Regions from separate parts of the Danio rerio genome. Here region 2 is linked to region 1. The links are chromatin contacts, called in public Hi-C maps. All regions are on one chromosome and are shown on one strand. Each heading gives the region's core, a stretch centred on a gene start, on an enhancer-like site or on the middle of the called end of the contact. The rest is flanking DNA. Distances are from core to core; before and after follow the strand shown.

What was found. A called contact is a pair of places that touch in the nucleus more often than the background predicts.
Region 2: a Hi-C map of an unstated tissue shows a contact between it and region 1, with 1.4 times the contacts expected there. The contact joins two enhancer-like sites. A contact is called at or near these places in 2 of 18 Hi-C or Micro-C datasets (caudal fin and an unstated tissue).

Annotation. Positions count from the first base shown.
Region 1 is chr24:15,776,151-15,780,821 of GRCz12tu, reverse strand. The region is part of intron 2 of ncoa2 (nuclear receptor coactivator 2); the gene reads right to left. Among named protein-coding and RNA genes, the nearest start is that of ncoa2, 71 kb to the right of the region's middle. Within about 2 kb of position 2,386, at least 26 of the 62 cell types and tissues checked have an H3K27ac peak or open chromatin away from gene starts, as enhancers often do.
Region 2 is chr24:15,831,319-15,835,989 of GRCz12tu, reverse strand. All of the region lies in intron 7 of ncoa2 (nuclear receptor coactivator 2), which reads right to left. Among named protein-coding and RNA genes, the nearest start is that of prdm14, 86 kb to the left of the region's middle. Within about 2 kb of position 2,324, at least 9 of the 62 cell types and tissues checked have an H3K27ac peak or open chromatin away from gene starts, as enhancers often do.

The DNA of each region.
Region 1 (4,671 bases), core at 1,137-3,636:
GCAAGTTTGGTGGCCTGTCACAAATCCAGTGAAACTTCTAGTGATGACTTTCTCGGACCTCAACTAAACGCGGTACTAAAGAGTACCAAATACTAGGTATGGAATGCAGTGGAAAAGCCCCCAAAAGCTGAGCTGTACTGAACCTGACTGAGCTTGTGGTGTGCAAAATGCTGACATTTAAAAAAACCTTGAAAATAATTAATGAAGAATCATATTTTTAATCTGAAAATTACAATAGAAAATCATAGCTGCAAGCAGCGATGAAAGGGGCCTCCCATAAAGATGCATAAATAACCATCTTAAAAAATTTAAAAACCTGAAAAAAAAGTCAGACATTCGTCTGTAACCAGGTTGCACGAGGACTGACTCAATATTGGCATGTGGATGTCTTCAGGAGAAGAACCTCATTGAACGTGAATTTTCCAGGCAGATCAGACATTGTGTGGCTGAGTTATAAGTACTTCCTCTCATGGCGATACACTGAACATTGTCAGTACGCCATGGACTTGCTCTTCGATGAAACCCTAGATCTTCACAATTTAACCTCACAAAGGCCTTTGGATTAGTCCGACAAAACTCGTGTTTTAATCTGATAAAATTTTTAGAAGGAGTTTGCTGTCATTTACCGTTTTTAGCAAGTGGTGTTATGACTAACTAGATATTGGCATGTAAACTTGTTCAAATCAGGACTCTAATCAAACGTGTGGATTTTGAGGCAGATCAGACAATGAATGCCTGAGTTATAACAAAGTCCTTTTTCATGGCAAAACATCAAAGTTTGTGAGGCCACCACAGACACGCTCTTCAACGAAAACTCTAGATCTTCGCATTTTAACATTGCCAATGCCTTTGGGTGACAATACTTATTTTTGATGTTGATCTAATAAAATCGGTAGGGTGCATTCATTAAAGTACAAAGCCTGGAACTGCTAAAAACTGCAGTTATTTGGCAAAGGAAGCTAAAAATATCCAACTTCCTGTTGGGTTTTGGATTTTGCTGCAAGCGACTTTTTATAGGTATTGTCATGTTTGATGCGTGTGCCTATTTTCATATTGTGAGTGAATTGTAGCTCAGGGGCCACTCAGTCAAGAGTGCATAGGTGGCACCGTTGAGCCATTTTGCCATACCTACTTCTGGAACCTATAACAAACGTAATTTTTTACCATTTCTGTTTAGTGTGCAAAGTTTTCTGAGTTTGAGCATGTTTAGACCCTGAAAAATGTAATTTTTATTCTAGAGAAAAATACTAAGAAACAGAGCAATTCCATTATTTTGTATAATAAAACGCAAACAAAATATAAACAGCGTTTTTGAAAATGCAAATAAATTTTCATTTAAAGGCAAATGCTCAACACAAATCATTGTATGCATGTATAAAGTACATTTTAAACAATCTACTGTACAAGGAAAAGACAATATTATCTTGAATCTCCAGCTCAAACTATGGGACAGATTCTTTGCAAGCAGCTTACAGCAGGTTAACGTGCACCTACCAAAAGACAGTTGCAAACTTGCCAAACAAAGCCCAACAGGCATCTCAAGAGAGCAACAGAGGGAGACTCAATCTATCATTCTCCTGGAGTAGACAAAGAGGCAGCTTGCACCAAAGCTTCATGTGCCATCCCTGTAATCTTGTGGCTTGAACAGCTCAGAAGGATCAGGACTGGTGACACACCCTGTGCTTGTAGGGGCCTCGAACACAGAGAGGGCACCGCTTCAGGGGTCTTTGAAGGGTTTTGGGTAATGACTAGCCTTACTGTCAAGAACAATGTCCTTGTTTGACCCTCCTATGCAGACCGGAGTACGATTCAATCCAAAGGGAATTGCATAATAATCATACGTTAAACCTCGCCACGTAAATCCAACCTTCGCGCTCATCTGATGGCACAAAGCCCAAATCCAGCCTGAAGTTGAAATGAGTTAAATATCTAGGTGGGGGGGTGGATGTACGCGAAGCCAAGGTACACAAGAGCGTGTGGAGCTGTTGCGAACAACCCACAGCTATTACCCAACATTACTGATTACAGTGTGGAGAGATCCCTAAGGCCGATGGGGATCGTGGTTATGCAGAACAGATGGGCCTTTATTACAAGCGAGTGTCTGAGGGAGATTTGCAGGAGATTCTGTGTTTACAGCCTCTTCTTCTGACAATAATGAGCCTGAAGATGAAACGTCAGCTAGCGCGAACGACCAGAGACAGGAAGTGAAGGAAATGAAACCTATCAGTGCTGATGGAGAATATGTGCAAGACTTGAAAGTCTAGAAAGAAGTTGTAGTAAACAAGCGATGGACAAGAGGGGGGATGGGGATGGCAATGAGCTTATGACTGAGATTGAAAGAGCGAGAGATGAGGAGGAGGAGGGGAGGAGGAGGAGATCGACACACTCTCCTCCCCTGAGCCGCAGGCCTGGTCTCCAGCCACTGTCCCAGATGGCTTGACTGAGAGAGGGAAAGAGAGATGTTCCTGCCACTCATAAGCTCCACAATTACTGAGAATGTAATGGTCTTAATGTACCAGCATCATGCAGGCCCAAAAAGCCAACGTCCATTTACCGAAGCCAATCACATTCATGAATCTTTTAAACTGACAGCCACTTCAAGCTGCCACAGGGAGAGCGCCGTATAATAAACACATTAAACGGCAAACGGCTGGGTCTGGAGCAGCTCATGGGCAGACAATGCTTGTGGCTAGAAACAAAGGGAGATGAATGGATCTCCCTTATCTGTCCATCAGAAGTGTACAGTTTGCTCTAGCACTGAGCCTGTTGGAAAATTTCGAAATGCGGGGTTAACTATATTACCGTAACTGAAAGTATAACGGAGAGGGGGTTAAATGTCTGATGTGTATTGATGGGTTTTGGGTTACAAGAGGCACAGATGCAGTGAGAAAAATCAATAAACTTCTCCAGCGAATGCTCGGTGGGAGGGTCCACACTCTGCAGCTGACAAACCGAGCTTGGAAGATTAGATTGTCGACAAGCTTAAACGCCACCTCTGTTTTTGGTCGAAACAGTCTTAACGTATGTCCCAAGACTTTATGGAAACAAGAGCCACCTTACATCGATCTTTTAAAGCAATTATTTAACCTATAACAAGTTATTTCAACATTTGTTGGGCAAGGTGTATTTGCCACATCCAAAGCAACAGTTCTCAACTTTGACCTCTTTACTGCTGAGTTTAGATCCAAATCTGATCAAGCTGATCTCTGCCTGTAGCTTGCCTGTGAGTCTGAAGACTTTTATTAGCTGGTTCAAGTGTTCAAGTTAAGATGTTCTAAAACATCTAAAAGCAGCAGTGCCACTGACCTAATATCCTTAAGTTTATTTCTAATCTTAATAAAACTCAGTGAATCAGTTTATCAAAGTCTTCAGACATACAAAACTTTTATTCAAGTGTGCTTGAGCCTGTCTGGGTTGAAGCTAAACCCTCTAGGGATGCACTCACACTTTCTGAACCATGCTCAGGCAAGTTTTCCGGTTCGTTTGACAAGTGTGAGTGCTCCGAATTGGGCCTTCCAATTTAACTTGGTTGGAAAAGGTATGCGGGAGAATGGTTCAGTTTGGCATTGGTGTGGTACGCTTGTAGTGTGGGTGTAAAGCGCGCCTGGAACCAAAACTTAAGATGCAACGTCACATTTAAGTGATTGTTTCATATGGATTTATTAATCATTCTTACCTTTCAATGAACGCAAACTGTCATAGTTTATTAAAGATACAAATCCCTCACTGCATGTCAGCTACACCTTCAGCAAACCTCCTAATAATAATAATAATAATAATAATAATAATTCCTTAGATTTATATAGCACTTTTCTAGAAACTCAAAGCGCTTTAAACATTGGGGGGAATCTCTTCATCTACCACCAGTGTGCAGCATCCACCTGAATGATGGCAGCCATATTGCGCCGGACTGCACACCACACACTAGCTGATTGGTGGAGAGGAGACAGAGTGATGAAGCCGATTATGGCTTCGTTACCAGGCCATGATGGACAGAGACCAGTAGGCAAATTTGGCCAGGATGCCAGCATTAAACCCCTACTCTTTTTCGAAAGACATCCTGGGATTTTTTGATAACCAGAGAGTCAGAACCTCGATTTAACATCCCATCCGAAAGACGGTGCTTACTGAGCAGTATAGACTCCAAATCAATATATTTTGGCGTTAGGACCCACACAGACTGCAGGTTGTGTGCCCCCTGCTGGCCTCACTAACACCACTTCTATCAGCAACTTAGCTTTTCCATGTGGTTTCCCATACAGGTACTCATTGGGCGCAGCCCTGTTTAGCTTCAGTGGGTGACCATGTGAGAGTTGCAGAGAGATAACTGCCGGCGTGCAGTAGGATTACATTTATGATAATTTTTGTGTCAAAAGTTGTGGATCTGTTCAGCAAAATTTAATTGGGTGTACTGCATCTTAAACAACTAAAAATTATACAAAACAATATAACTAAAGAAATCTCCACTGTGCTGATCGAGAGCGCTTCTCTTTCTGTTCAACTGAAAAGTCGCATAATCTTTGACGCAAGCGTGCTCGGCTCAAAAGGCAAAATGCAGTGTGGGTGCAGACTGTCGGGGGAGAGGGGAGGACAATGGCATTTCGGCATGATTTAAGGCAACTGTACCTAGTGTGAGTACGCTCTAGGACAGGAATTGGGCACCGCTGTGTT
Region 2 (4,671 bases), core at 1,075-3,574, 55 kb before region 1:
AGGCACAGTGATCTGTGTTGTTCAAATGGCTTTTCCCTCAGCTGAAGGACACAAGAGTTTGGTTGGAGTTCACTGTAGTGCATACATTCTCATTGTTTTCATTGCAAAATCCTCACCTCGTGCGCAGATTTAGGAGACATTTATGCAGAATGCATCTTTGCACCTACAAACGCCAACACAGCGATCAGGAACAGATAAACAGTTATGTGAACTTGCTAAAATAAAAATGCACGCAATGCTTGCCCCGCCTTTGTGCTCTTCTTATTGGCTCACTATTCTAGAACTGAATGTGAATGATTGGTTAATATCAGCTGTCAATCACTCAGTCAATGCCTTCTGTCTTCAGATGACAGGAGCTTCAACCTCGAAAACGTGAAGCGCTGAAGATGAGAGAATAAAAAAAAAACACTGACAGATTTACCTACAGTTACTAATAATAGCACATCTTATTAGTGATCATGTGCTGAATGTTAATCCACCATTTACACTTTTCCAAAAGTGGATAAAAGACTTCCATGGTTTCAAGTCTGCTATGAAAATGACTAAAGCCATTCACTATATAGTCTGTCGGACAGGGTTTGCAGGTAACAGCGTTTGCCACTGAATCTAATAAACATTTTAAGCATGAGAGGTGCTGTATAATCCTTCATTTAATCCTCAAGATGCTGTCAGTGGTGCAAGTGGCAGCTATATGTAACATTTAACTCAGCTCATGAAAAGACCGTTATTGCTATTAAAATGACATGTGAATAATAAGTTATATATCAATATAAATGTGGGGAGGAGCAATGGATCGCAATGCCAGCTCAGCATCATGAAGTTTGTCAGCCATCGGCGATAGACGATGGCATCATCTTTCAGCACAACCCTAATTACTATACTACATTAAAAGATTATTACTTACCAAAGAGTACGTTTACATGGATAGCAATAGTCCGTATTTTAATACAATTAAGACAATACTCTAAAATTAAGAGACTACCATGTAAACAGGCATTTTTAATTAATTTAATCCGATTGAGGCCATAATCGAACTAAGTGCAGTGCAGTAAAAAACTTAATCAAATTATTATCATTGTGTAGGACTTTGTCAGATTTTGCAACAGGACAGTTTATACACATAAGGCTGTTTGACACTATTCTCTGCACCTATTGAGTCAGCAAAGGACCATACAGCGTGTGGTCTCAAATTCTTTTAAAACAACACTCTTCCAGCAGTTCATACTCCATCCATTATCATGTTTGTCAAAAGGGTCATGCATAAAATGTTTCCGAATAAAAAAGCGGAAGTGACAAACTGTAGTTAAAGTCAAGAAATTAAAAATGAAACACCCGAAATTACATGACACTCCAAAGGGAAATATGAATAGCGTTGAGACGCAATGACGTTAATCGAATTATGTGCTATAACATGCAAAACAGGCATTCAAAAAGCAACTCATGTAAACACCTTAATCATATTATTGTCTTATTCAGATTAAGTAAAACAATTCAATAACTGATGTCCATATAAATATGGCCACTGTGAATCAGGCTAAAATAAAGACATGGTTTTGTACACTGTCTGGTAATGTACAAGCTTGCTAACCAAAACAAAGTGGCATACTGCAGCTTCATCTACAACATGAGCCAAACTGTCCCCAAACATCCAAACTTCAACAAGGAAATCACCAAAAGTTAACTTGTAGTTCTTCAAGCAAGCAAACACTGATTCAGAAATCTCTATGACTGATTCAAAGAGTTCATTCAGTTAGAATGACATAAAGCTGTGACTTCCATGTTTACAAATCTTTTTGGATGATTCATTAAGTCATAAACTCCTGAATCACACCATCACGCATTCCTTATGTCTTTAGTTTTACTAGCGCCGGAGATACAGGTCCTTTTGTTTACATCAGAGTTAAAGTGAACAGGCTTTTACATTACATGCACAACGCACAGCTTATGTTGCAGAAGCCCTTGGGTGGTCTTCAGTCCAAACTACACGAAAGCCCAGCTTCGCAGTCTCTAATAAACCCTCTGTACATACACATTCCTCCTGTCCGTCTCCAGCGCCAGGGTGAACTGGCTGGCTAATAGAGCAGCTGGCACACACGGGCCATAAAGACAGACGCTCCATCACTCAACACACCAACAGTGCCCAGCAAAAATTAAACATTGTGTGTGTGTGTGTGTGTGTGTGTGAGTGAGAGAGAGAGAGAGAGAGAGAGAGAGAGAGAGAGAGAGAGAAAGGGGAAGAGCAACATTAAACATCTCTCATCTCTCTGTTACACACACTCTCTAAAACCTCAGCCAGGGCCAAAACCAAAGCCAACATGATCCAGTGGAGAAGTGGGTCTCAAATGCACCCTGAACTCTGGGTGACTCCGAGAGGTGGAAGAGGAGGAGGAGGAGGAAAAGAGCAAATGAATCACAGACTGAAACATTTCTCTGGGCGGGATGTGAATGCATGTTCCACAAGAGCTGCTGTTGCTTTCTGGGCTTGTTTTTCAGGCACTGGAAGACTCATATCTCACACGTGACATGACAGACTATCAACACTGACACTTGCTTCTATATTAGTAAAGTGACCAAAGCTTAGAGACTCTGAACTCTTGGGAGTCGTCCTCACACCTTTGAGGTGGATGGAAAACTTTTCCACAACTGTCTGATAGAAAAAAATTGATGCTCATTTCAATGCTGTAGTCAGTGTACAAAGTAAATAGTTACTTAATTAAATTAATTTTCCACTTTTCATTTTTATGTAATGTGATTACAGTTACTTATAATATGTATGCCTAAAATACATAAATGCAACCCTATTAATATGAATGTCATTTCTTATGCCTCTGCAATGGAATAGCATTAATGTGCTCTAAGGCATTCAATTAAAGATAAAATATGATGGCAAACACACAAAAAAAGTAGAAGTACAACTAGTAAAGTGAAATCGTCAGATTTGAATTTTAGTAGTTGATGACGCGCACTCCCGACATTTTAATCACACTGGTGTGATCATATGCTTCAGGGACCGGCCAAGGCTAATCACACAAATGCGATCATGTGAATGCATGCAAGAGTGTTAATTAAGTGTTAAAAAGACTATATATATAGTTTTCTAAAATTAATTAAGGCAACTAACATGCTTGATATTTCTTTGGTTTCTCTAACAGATATTTGTTCAAAATTTAAAATGCAATGTAAATGCAGATATCGGTAGTGATGAGTACCAAAAACTATAGTATCAGTATTAGAGCTGGAACACATCAAGTCGAAGAAAAACCATTAGCACCAACAAAATCCAACTGCGTTGGGTCGTTTCTGGACCAAAAAGCTGTACATGAAAACACCAAAGGACGAAAGCCACGTTCAATACCTGTGCAAGTGAACATGTCTTTCTGCTTAGTGGGGGACAGTAGTCTATTTTCCCGTTTCACAAAATGAAACCAAACTTCCGATTAGGAATGCAACAATTAACCAATTTCACTATTAATCACGCTTTAATTCATCACGTTTAATTAATTGTAAAGGGTTTTCAACACCGCGTTTCTATACAGAACAAAACTGCTGCAGCTAAACAAAATTATGCCAACTGTACTCTAGTTTACACACTGGATTAACTGCTGTATGGCGGAGCCCGTTCACATATCACGTCTTTTGTGCATATAAGTTCTTTATTTACAATAGAGACGCGTGTCCATGTGTGCCTAGTTGAAAGAATGCTGCAAACGCACTGCGAGTCAGGTGACAAGAACTGACCAGTCAGCTTCATACTTTGTACAGATTATACAATGGAATATTTACTTAAAAAATAAACACAAAATGAAAATACCAAATAATTTGTAATACTATGTAGAGGTTCAGCACCCTTTGACTACATTTGTTCTCTTTAAAAGAGAAATACTTAGCCAATATGTAGCTTAGATTTGAATTAGACAAATAATGTTACAAATACATTTTTTTATTCTTATTTTTATGTATTTATTTTTTCATTGTTGTGTCATTTATTTTTTTTTAATTATTACTTATGTTTAAATGCCAAAAACGTTTTTTCATTAATTTAGAGAACAGGGGCCTCATGTATCAACGCTGCGTACGCACAAAAACTTTGCGTACGCCAGGTTTCACGCTCAGAATCGCTCACGTTTGGATTTACTAACAATGAACTGAACGTGGGAATGTGCGCAGCTTCACGGCAGCTTTATGGCTGGCGTACGCACATTTTTTGTGCGTGTCTGTTTTATTTCCATTGGCGACTCCTAGAGGCAGTTGTGTTAAATTCCTCTCTACAAAGTGTCTGAGCCTTGCAATGGCAGCTGTATGAGACGGGTTACTCTAGCAGGTATGTAAGGTTTCCATACCATACAGTTGACCAGCTAAACATTAAAGCACAATTTGCAGCAGTCGCCTGTTTTCCCAATGTAATCTGAGCTATCTACTGCACGCACACTGCTATAAAGACACTATCTGAAGATGAATTTGCATGCGTGAATCAGAAACATTTCCATTCAATAAATGTGCAAATAAAATATGATGTACAAACTTATTAATGATTCCTACTTGTCTTTCTCGTGATAAATAGTTAGCAAAATCTAATATGTAGCGGGGGAAAAAAGAAGAAAGAGTATATCAGACGCTGGATTCGAACCAAGTTCATGCTCGAACGTGTCAAAACATGCAGACATGCGTCTT